Regions from separate parts of the Mus musculus genome. Here all the other regions are linked to region 3. A link is a contact called in public Hi-C and Micro-C data. All regions are on one chromosome and are shown on one strand. The core of a region is the stretch at or near the end of the contact, and the rest is flanking DNA. Distances in the headings are between cores, read along the strand shown.

Region 1 (3,078 bases), core at 112-2,611, 1.9 Mb before region 3:
CTTAGCAGTCTTCTTTTTTTTTAAAAAAATTTTTTTTTCCTGTGTGTGTATTAGTCAGGGTTCTTTAGAGTCACAGAACTTATAGAATGTCTCCAAATATTAAGGGAATTTACTGTGATGACTTACAGCCTGTAGTCCAACTAACCCAACAATGGTCAGCTGTGAATAGGAAGTCCAAGAGTCTAGTAGCTGCTCAGGCCCACGAGGCTCATTGTTTCAGCTGGTCTTCTGCAGAAGTAGGTTCTAACAGATGTGTTGGCAACTAAGTGCAAGCAGGCGAAGAATGAATCCTCCTTCTTCCAAAGTCCTTATGTAGGCCTCAGCAGAAGGTGTGGCCCAGATTATAAGGTAAATACCAACAGGCTTGGATCTGGGACTTGCTTTGTTCCAGGCTGACCTTGAACTCAAAGCTCTCCTTGCCTCATTCTCCTGGGATTAAAGGTGTGTCCTACCTAGCCTGGGCCTAAGCTTTTCATGGCCACTATGTCTCAAGATCTCTGTGTCAAGATCTAGGTCAGAATCTTGTGTCTCCCAGCCTCAAGATCTGGATCACAGGTGAGCCCTCTAATTCTAGATTGTAGTTCATTCCAGATATAGACAAGATGACAACCGGGAATAGCCCCCACAATGTGTATGGGTGTTTTATCTGTATGTACATCTGTGTACCACATGCGTGCCTGGTAACCTCAGAGGCCAGAAGGGTGAAGTATTCCCTGGGACTGGAGTTATTGGCAGTTGTGAGCCACCAAGTGGGTGCTGGAAATTGACCCCCCCCCCCGGTTCTTTTTGAGAACAGAGTTCTTAACTGCTGAGCCATCTCTCCAGCAATCTTCTAGCATCTATTTACTTACTAAGTTGCCTTCCTGTGATTAGACATACTGTAATCTCTGATTACACATATGCACGTTCGCCCTAGCTAATCGTTATAAAGGTCCTTGGAAAACTATACATCGACATTAATCTCCACTACAGAAATATTCTCTTTGTATCACTTTAATATTTATGTAGTCCATCGCGTCTATCCCAAGTTTTAAATGCTCCCCCTATCTATTTTTTTTTCCATGCATAAATTTTAACCTCCCATTACTTCCAAAGTCAACTCCTGGGAATTCTGACTCGGGAGGTTTTATCAATCAGAGTCCACCACCGTCAGATTTAGTGACAAAAACACTACCTGAAGAGTGGAGGAAGAGACAGGTCTTGCCTGTCAGTGGGCTGCACAAACAAGTTCCTCAGGCGTGACAGGCGTGAGCCACACCCCAGCATCCCGGCTAGAGCGCGACCGCCTCTGCACCGAGCCTGCCCCCAATTTCCGGGCCAATCCCCTCTCGGAGGCGGAGCCCGGGCGGGGAGCTCGGTCATCTGACTTGGTGACCCGGGCACGGATGCTTTCTTCCCAGCGACCCAGACTGGAAGGTTGGTCCAAAGACTGCCTAGCCAGACTCGCGGAGCAGTCATGCCGCAGTCCCCGCGTAGCGCCCCCGGGCTGCTGCTGCTGCAGGCGCTGGTGTCGCTAGTGTCGCTGGCCCTAGTGGCCCCGGCCCGACTGCAACCTGCGCTATGGCCCTTCCCGCGCTCGGTGCAGATGTTCCCGCGGCTGTTGTACATCTCCGCGGAGGACTTCAGCATCGACCACAGTCCCAATTCCACAGCGGGCCCTTCCTGCTCGCTGCTACAGGAGGCGTTTCGGCGGTGAGCAGCCCCACCCAGCGGGGAGGGGACCTTGGGCACAGAGAAGGATCGCCGGGCTACTTGGGTCTCACAGGACTGGAAGACAGCATGACTAGCCAGTCTAACTTAGGTCCAAACTTTGCAGACTGAAGCCCAAGACTTGACCTGTTCATGCTTCTTCTTTCGCGCCCTAGGTGCTCAGGGACCCTACTTAGGATGGGTTCCGAATAACAACGGCCGGGCGTGGTGGCGCACGCCTTTAATCCCAGCACTCGGGAGGCAGAGGCAGGTGGATTTCTGAGTTCGAGGCCAACCTGGTCTACAGAGTGAGTTCCAGGACAGCCAGGGCTATACAGAGAAACCCTGTCTCCAAAAACCAAAACAAAACAGAATAACAATGGAACCCGTGACTCTGCTGGAGTCAGTTTGTTGGGCCTCAGATGGGCAGTTGAGATGACTCCAAAGATAGGGAGGGAACAAGGTCCTAGCCTGCAGAGTGAACCTCCTCTGAGTGCATCCTTAGATACGGATCTTTTAAGGGCCCTAGGTATCCCCAGTGTCGCTTTCAGCTCCGTATGTGGCAACAATTCAGATATCTTTAGTCTCTTCAGTTTTTTTTTCGTTAAGTGTATATGACTGCATGAATTTATGTGTACCGCATGTGTGGAGATACCTGCAGATGCCCAGGGCATGAAATTTTGGAGTGAGCCCCTAATGCGGGTGCTGAGAGCCGAACCTGGGTCCTCTGTAAGAGAGTAAGAGTTCTAAACCTCTGAGCTCTGGGGTGGTAGTCAGGGGAATGGGGGAAACCTTAAGTTGAAACTTTATAGGAGACCTCCCCCTTCCGAGCTATGTTCCATACCTAATAATGTTAGGTATTCAAATGTTAGTCTTTCCAAATGGCCTTTCAAGTGGCTCTTAAGTAACATCTGCTTTTCTTCTTGTTTTCCCAACACTTGGCAGTAGTTGCTCTGTCTTCCTCTCTAATAGGTTTCCTAAAAACCCTTGCCTCATTTAGCACTTAACTGTCAAGCCGGGCATTCTCTGGGCACAGAGTGCCAGCCATAGGTAGGCACCCTTGCCAAGAACAGGGGCTGTGCTAACCTTATTGGTTGCAGGGTAGATTGTATTTGGGACGGTATTTGAATGGGATCCCCCCTCTGCCCTCTCGATTTGAGACCTGGGCGGAAGGGTCTGCCCCCTGGGAACTGTAATTTGGTGCTAGCTGTGTCGCCTGCTTTCACTTCTTCTCTGTGTCTGGTGCATATAGCTATAACTTGATTTTGCCTGCAGGACACCAAACAGCTGACCAGGGAATGCAAAACAAAGTTAAGGGTGGGTGTTTTAGGCTCTTTGCTGTGGAAGGTTCAGTGGAAGAGGCCCTGATGCAGCAGAAACAGCGGGGGT
Region 2 (2,946 bases), core at 49-2,548, 1.2 Mb before region 3:
TCTGAACTTGGACAAGGAGGGGGTAAGGTACAAAAGTGCCGCACACGCTTCCTACACCAAAGATCACTCACACCTCAAAGTTTACTATCTCAGATTTCAAGGCCAAACCCAGTCAACTGGTTTGCCTAAGTTACACCAATTAAGAGCCGAACAGCACCTGCCCCCATTCTGGTAGGGGCCTCCAAAATACAGTCTGAAAGGTCGATTTCACCGCCCTCCTGCCCAGCACTTCTTCAGACACCACGGGTTGCCCAACCCAGATTCCTACACCCCAGACAGCTGCGGCCTTGGGTTCCAAGTTACCAGATGCACCTTGCCTCCCGAACTAGATCACGGATTTAATACAAGCTTTCCAAGGTCCTCCGCCAAAGCTGACAGGATCCAGGAATTGGGGGGCTAGCGGTAAGGACAGTCCCAAGCACCTCCTATCCCATCCCTGGCCAGGCACTCATTCCAAGACGACCTTTCGGCCCCGCACCCCAGCACATTCCGCAGCCCCCGCCCCGGGACAGTCGGTGCCTCCAGTCCAGCCCCACCCCAGGTCCCGAGCGGCTCCCCCTCGCCTCGCGGCAGGTGAGTCCCGGCAGCGGATCCACGGTCCCCGCGGGGCAGCTCACCTTGCTGAGGACCCCGCAGCGCTCCACAGGCGGCCCGGACTCCGTCTCCGGATCCTCCTCCGAGCCCGACGAGTTCCAGCTCTGGTTATCCGACATGGAGACGCGACAGCCGAGCAGGAGACCGGCCCCCGCTCCGCGAGCTGCGCCAGTGCAGGCGCCTAGTCCCTGGGGTGAAGGGTCGGGGGATGGCACCGCCAAGAGAGCCCGCTCCGGGGAGTGAGGGAACAGGAAGAGGGACGAAGCGCGCCCGCCGCGCCGCCGCCGCCGCGCCTGACACCGAGCGGACCGGGGAAGGAGGACGAGCGGCGAAGAAAGCCTGCCCTTCCAGCCGTCAGCCGCCGTGGCCGTGACCCCTGCGCTGCGCCCGGCGCCGCCACCTGAACTCGGCCCCCTAGATGCCAACCTCAGTCAGGGAGGGAGGAGGGGAGGAAGACGGGAAGAGCCAAGCCAACGGCAGAGACCCAGATCCACTCACTCACACCTCCGCTACAGCCGCCATCTTCCTGCCGGGTCCACTATTTACCCTCCCTCCTCTCTCAGCTCCCTCCCCTCCGTCCTCCCATCCTCCCTCCACCCCGCCCCGGGCCCCTCCCGGCGGCTCGCGACGCTCCCTACCTCCGGCCCTCCCGGGTGACGACGGGTAGGGAAGGAGGCGGAGCCGGGAGAGGAGAAAGCTGAACAGGGAAGCCGCTGCGCTGCATTCTGGGAAGGCTGGCGCTCCGTCCGCCGCGCAGCCTCCTGGGAGTTGTAGTCGCAATCCTAGGCAACTGGTGTGTGTCCTGGGCGCGCCTAAAGGCTGGTTGCCTAGGGGAACCTTCTGAAGGCAAGTGGGCTTCTTTTGAGAGTTGCGTGCCCCTTTCCGTCCAGCCTGGCTTCCGATTCTGCCTTGCGTGTTTGTGACGAGCCAGCGAGCCGGGACGTGAGAACCCTCAGGTGAGGATGGTGGGCTGTGCGACGCTGCTTTCCGGAAAGCCCGGGAACATCTTTGCAACTTGCCTGGGCAAAAATGATAGGGACTCCGTCGCTTCACTCAGGTTAGGAGTTTATGATCTCTCCAGTCGCAAACTGAAGATTTGCTTCCTCTCTAAAACCGTCACTGTTAATTCCGAAGGACTACTGTCTATGTCTTCGGAAGTAGACTTAATATTTGACGTTTACTGCTGTTGGAGGAAGAATTCCTTCAGACTATTTTCTCACTGTTAATTTATAGAATTTTTATCTCGTGCAATTAATGTTGAGGTTGTCAGAGAACAAATAACGTTTAAAGAACTTCTTAAAAAGGAAATTAGGGTCATATTATATCCTGAAGTTTTCTCTTAGTTGTGAACAAGTATCTCCCCGGAGACCCATGTTAACCATCTTTTTCCTCCCCGGAAGACAGGATAACTTGGATAGAAACTTTCTATCATTAAGATCAAAATGCGAGTTTTACTAAATAATAAGGAATTAGGCAATAGGTAGCTATCAAATTCCTGATCATTTCCAACTTTGAAATTCCTTATTTAACTGCAGAAAGAATTTCTACCTGCTACCCAGATGGAAAAGTAAGAAATTTTGAGTGTTTGGGGGTAGGGTGGGGTGTTAAGGCACAATGACTAAGAAAAAACAAACAAACAAAACAAACAAAAACTCTGGGAGCAATCGAAGAGTCCTACACTCCACATGACAGGAAGTAGCCCTGAGAAGTTCTTGTGTAGAAGCATTCCTGGAGACTAAATGCAGTAGAATCTAAGTCTACTGTATGTCAGATACAAATGATTTTCCATCGTAAAATCATGACAAACATAACTGAAAGATATTCAAATGAATAAAACCTTAAGAGATAAAGATTTTAAGAATACCTTATCAGGGTGTTAAAACATAGCCCAAGGAGATATATGTACACACACACACACACACACACAGAGAGAGAGAGAGAGAGAGAGAGAGAAGAGGGCAAACCACTTTGTAAATTACAAGAGTATGCATTTAGATAGTTTGCTTTGCTTACTAAGTCAGATATGAATAGAATTTCTGATTCTTGTGCTAGGTTTTAGAATCACTGCTCTTAAAGAAAGTGGTTGTAAATATTGAGGAACTCACCTCACAATGCAATTTAGAATCACAGAAACAGTGTTATGTTTAATTTCTAAAAAGAACCTTCAATTTATTTGGTGACTCATTTAGGTTTTGAGTAATTGTGACCACCAACACCCAGCTCCTGCTTGCTCAGTTGAAAATTGCTTCCTTGTATTTAGTGTTAATGTTTGAGAAATTGCCTCCGTTGCATGGGTCCTTTGTACTAGAGGCTAAGATATTTTAAGTACAGGAAGATTTTTGTCTAGTGATT
Region 3 (2,815 bases), core at 102-2,601:
AATCCAAGCCCTTGGGAGGCAGAGGCAGGTAGTCTCTGTAAGATCCAGGTCAGCCTGGTCTACACAGGCAAGTTTCAGGTCACCCAAGGAAACAGACCCCGTCTTAAAAAAAAAAATAAAATAAAAAATTCAGAACACCACTAATTATCTCAACTCACGAAACTATTCAACAGCTGTTCTAAACACCTTTGGAGCTCAGCAATGGCAGGTACTTTTTTTCCAATGAAGGAAAATCCTATTCTTTTTAGTAAAGCTTTAAGCCGGCCACAGAAGGCTTGCACAACCAAAGGCTCCAGTGAGCCAGGCCCGGATCAGGAAACTCTTTTGTGTCCAGTGGAGGAGGAGATTCTGGTTTACTCTGGTTTACACCGGTTTTCTTACAGCCCCCCCCCCCCCCTCCACACACACACACAGGTGGGAAACATTAACCAAGTCGCAATTAGCGCATGAGGCTCAAAGTCACTCTCCACCGAGGCAACTTTACGGGGACAGTTCCCCCTCTTCCCCACCCCCCACCCCCCGGAGCTGGTTAACCAAAGAGAGCGGAGACGCTCCAGAAGGTTCCGGAAGCCCGCAGGCTGGGCCCCTCCGCCAAGCCTGGGGTGGTAGGCATCCCCTGCAGACCCCGCGGCTGCGACCCTGGATCCCACGGCCTAGGGGCTCCCGAAGTCCCCGAGGTCCTGCGTGGCGTCCCCCGCACCCCTCCACCCCGCGGTTTCTCCGATCCCGGACGTCCCCGCGGGCCCCTGAGATCACTGCAGCCCCTGGTGTCCCTGCGGTCGCTCCCGCCAAGCCAAGCCACGCCACCGAGCCCCAGCCAGCCACGCTCACCCGGACGCCGCGATGGTCGCCCCTCGCCTCCGGGCTCCTCGCAGACATTTTGTCCTGGACGGAAAAGGCCGATTCCCCCTTAAAGACACAGCGCTCAATTTGCGCGTCTCGGGGCGTCCATGGGGGGCGGTGACGCGTGGTCTGGACGCCGGGGCGCCGCTGCTAAACCATCCGGTCCGGGAGGAGTTTAGAGTAACGGATGGAGAACTAGTTTAACGAATTGAAATCTGTCGGAGGTTTTTAAACGGTGCAATAATAGCGCAGGGATGCTGAAAGCGTTTTAACCGTGGCTCTGCACGTTTGCGCGTTAACCTTCCAAGCCCTTGGATTCAGCGGGTCCAGATCCTCAGCTGGGCGCACTGCTCGCTCGCATTCTTACAGATTAAGGCCTCTGATATGGCACTAGTCAGAAGTCCTTGCAATCAAGGTCTTAGGAGGAAAAGGTGTCCACCCAAACCACCAGCACAGGGAACTACCTTTGTCTTCATTATATTCAGTTAACAGCGTCTGCGTGATTTACAGTTACATCAGCCGCTAGCGGCTGCGTTCTAAGGCGGGTTTCTGCATTCCACGCTCCAGGTGGAAAGAGAAACCTTTTTCAAGACCAGCCCGCTGAGGTGCGGGCGAGAGCCTTGGGGCTTTGCAGGCTGACGGGCAATCCTGTTGTGTAGCGTTTTGCTGTTCCAGCCGTTCAAATATTCCCACCATACAGATTTTTAATCTATAAATAGTCGCAAGGAAGTGACTTGCCAAATTCAAGAACGCACCAGTTAGCTCTTAACGCACAGCTGGCACGTTCTGCCCTTCATTCATAAAAACAAAACAAAAGTCACTAATTTGTTGCTTTTTAATTTAGTGTTTTTGCGTGGTGGTGGTGGTGGTGGGTGTCTGTGCATGCATGGGTGCAGTGTCAGTGGAATCCAGAAGAGGGCGATGGATCGGCGGTAACCGACTCCCCGCCCCCCCACCCCAATCATCTCTTCAGCCCACATACTGCTCTGCTCACATTCTATTAGTCAAAGTAAGTCACATGAACAATGGGCACGAAGCCTTGCTAGAAGACAATAAGCAAAAAGATATAAATGTAAAAAAAACAAAAAAAAACAAAAAACCAAAAAACCAAGAAATTCTTTTGTAGGTAATACAATCCATGTTAACTGCTTTGGTTCAAGTGGCGCTGGGGAGGAGCACCTTGCTCATGCAGAGCACGTGTTTTGCAGTGGAAATATTATAACCCTCCTCACTTAAACACACACACACCTGATAGACCTATTTGTTGACTTTCTTCTATGCCAAGAATTTCAGAGAAAAGAAAAATCTTGTTGGGTATCACGAAAGGAATACTTTTGCAATGGCGAGATTATTAGATTCCCCTCTTTCAAGATTGACCTAAATGTTTTCATACAATATATTTTGATCATATTCTTTTGTAACCCAGCAAACCAGTAAAACAAACAAACAAATGAACGAAAACACATTTTAAAAAGTGTGTAAGGATTCTCTAGAGTAACAGAACTTACAAACCGAATTCCTCTCTTTATATAGAGAAAGGGGGAAGTTTTAGAATGACTTACAGGCTGTGGTCCAGCTAACCCAACAGTAGCTGTCTATGAATGGAAAATCCAAGAATCTAGTAGTTGTGTCTCAGCTGGTCTTCAATAGAAGCTGGAATCCTGCAGGAGTAACCGCCGCCGCTGGCGATGGACTTGCCAGTTAGGCCAGAGTACAGTGGCAAAAAGCAAAAAGCTGTCTTCTCCCGTGTCCTTATATAGGCTTCCAGCAGAAGGCGTGGCCCAGATTAGGGGTGGGGTTTTTCTGGCTCAAAAGATTAAAGGTGTGTCTTTTTACCTCAAAGATTCCTGATTAGAAGTGGATCTCCCCACTTCAAATTAGGTAAAAATCCCTCACAGGTGTGCCTTTCATTTTGGGGTTTTAGCTAGTTTCAGATGCAGTGAGGTTGATAACCAAGAATAGTCATCACACA

Evidence for each region. Hi-C and Micro-C count contacts between places; a contact is called where the count stands out from the background.
Region 1: a Hi-C map of B cells shows a contact between it and region 3, with 6 read pairs. The contact joins the promoter of Hexb here to the promoter of Zbed3 in region 3.
Region 2: a Micro-C map of embryonic stem cells shows a contact between it and region 3, with 4 times the contacts expected there. The contact joins the promoter of Polk here to the promoter of Zbed3 in region 3. A contact is called at or near these places in 2 of 39 promoter capture datasets (liver and pre-B cells), 1 of 484 Hi-C or Micro-C datasets (embryonic stem cells) and 2 of 115 datasets of contacts at active chromatin or transcription factors (stem cell-derived neural progenitor cells and thymic regulatory T cells).

What each region holds. Positions count from the first base shown.
Region 1 is chr13:97,196,640-97,199,717 of GRCm38.p6, reverse strand. It overlaps Hexb (hexosaminidase B), which reads left to right and starts at 1,361. Exons shown (of 14, transcript NM_010422.2): 1 at 1,361-1,692. The coding sequence starts at 1,457.
Region 2 is chr13:96,540,931-96,543,876 of GRCm38.p6, reverse strand. Polk (polymerase (DNA directed), kappa) reads left to right here and starts at 1,298. Exons shown (of 15, transcript NM_012048.3): 1 at 1,298-1,550. Cert1 (ceramide transporter 1) reads right to left here and starts at 1,142. Exons shown (of 18, transcript NM_023420.2): 1 at 618-1,142. The coding sequence starts at 713.
Region 3 is chr13:95,323,361-95,326,175 of GRCm38.p6, reverse strand. It overlaps Zbed3 (zinc finger, BED type containing 3), which reads right to left and starts at 1,351. Exons shown (of 2, transcript NM_028106.3): 1 at 832-1,351.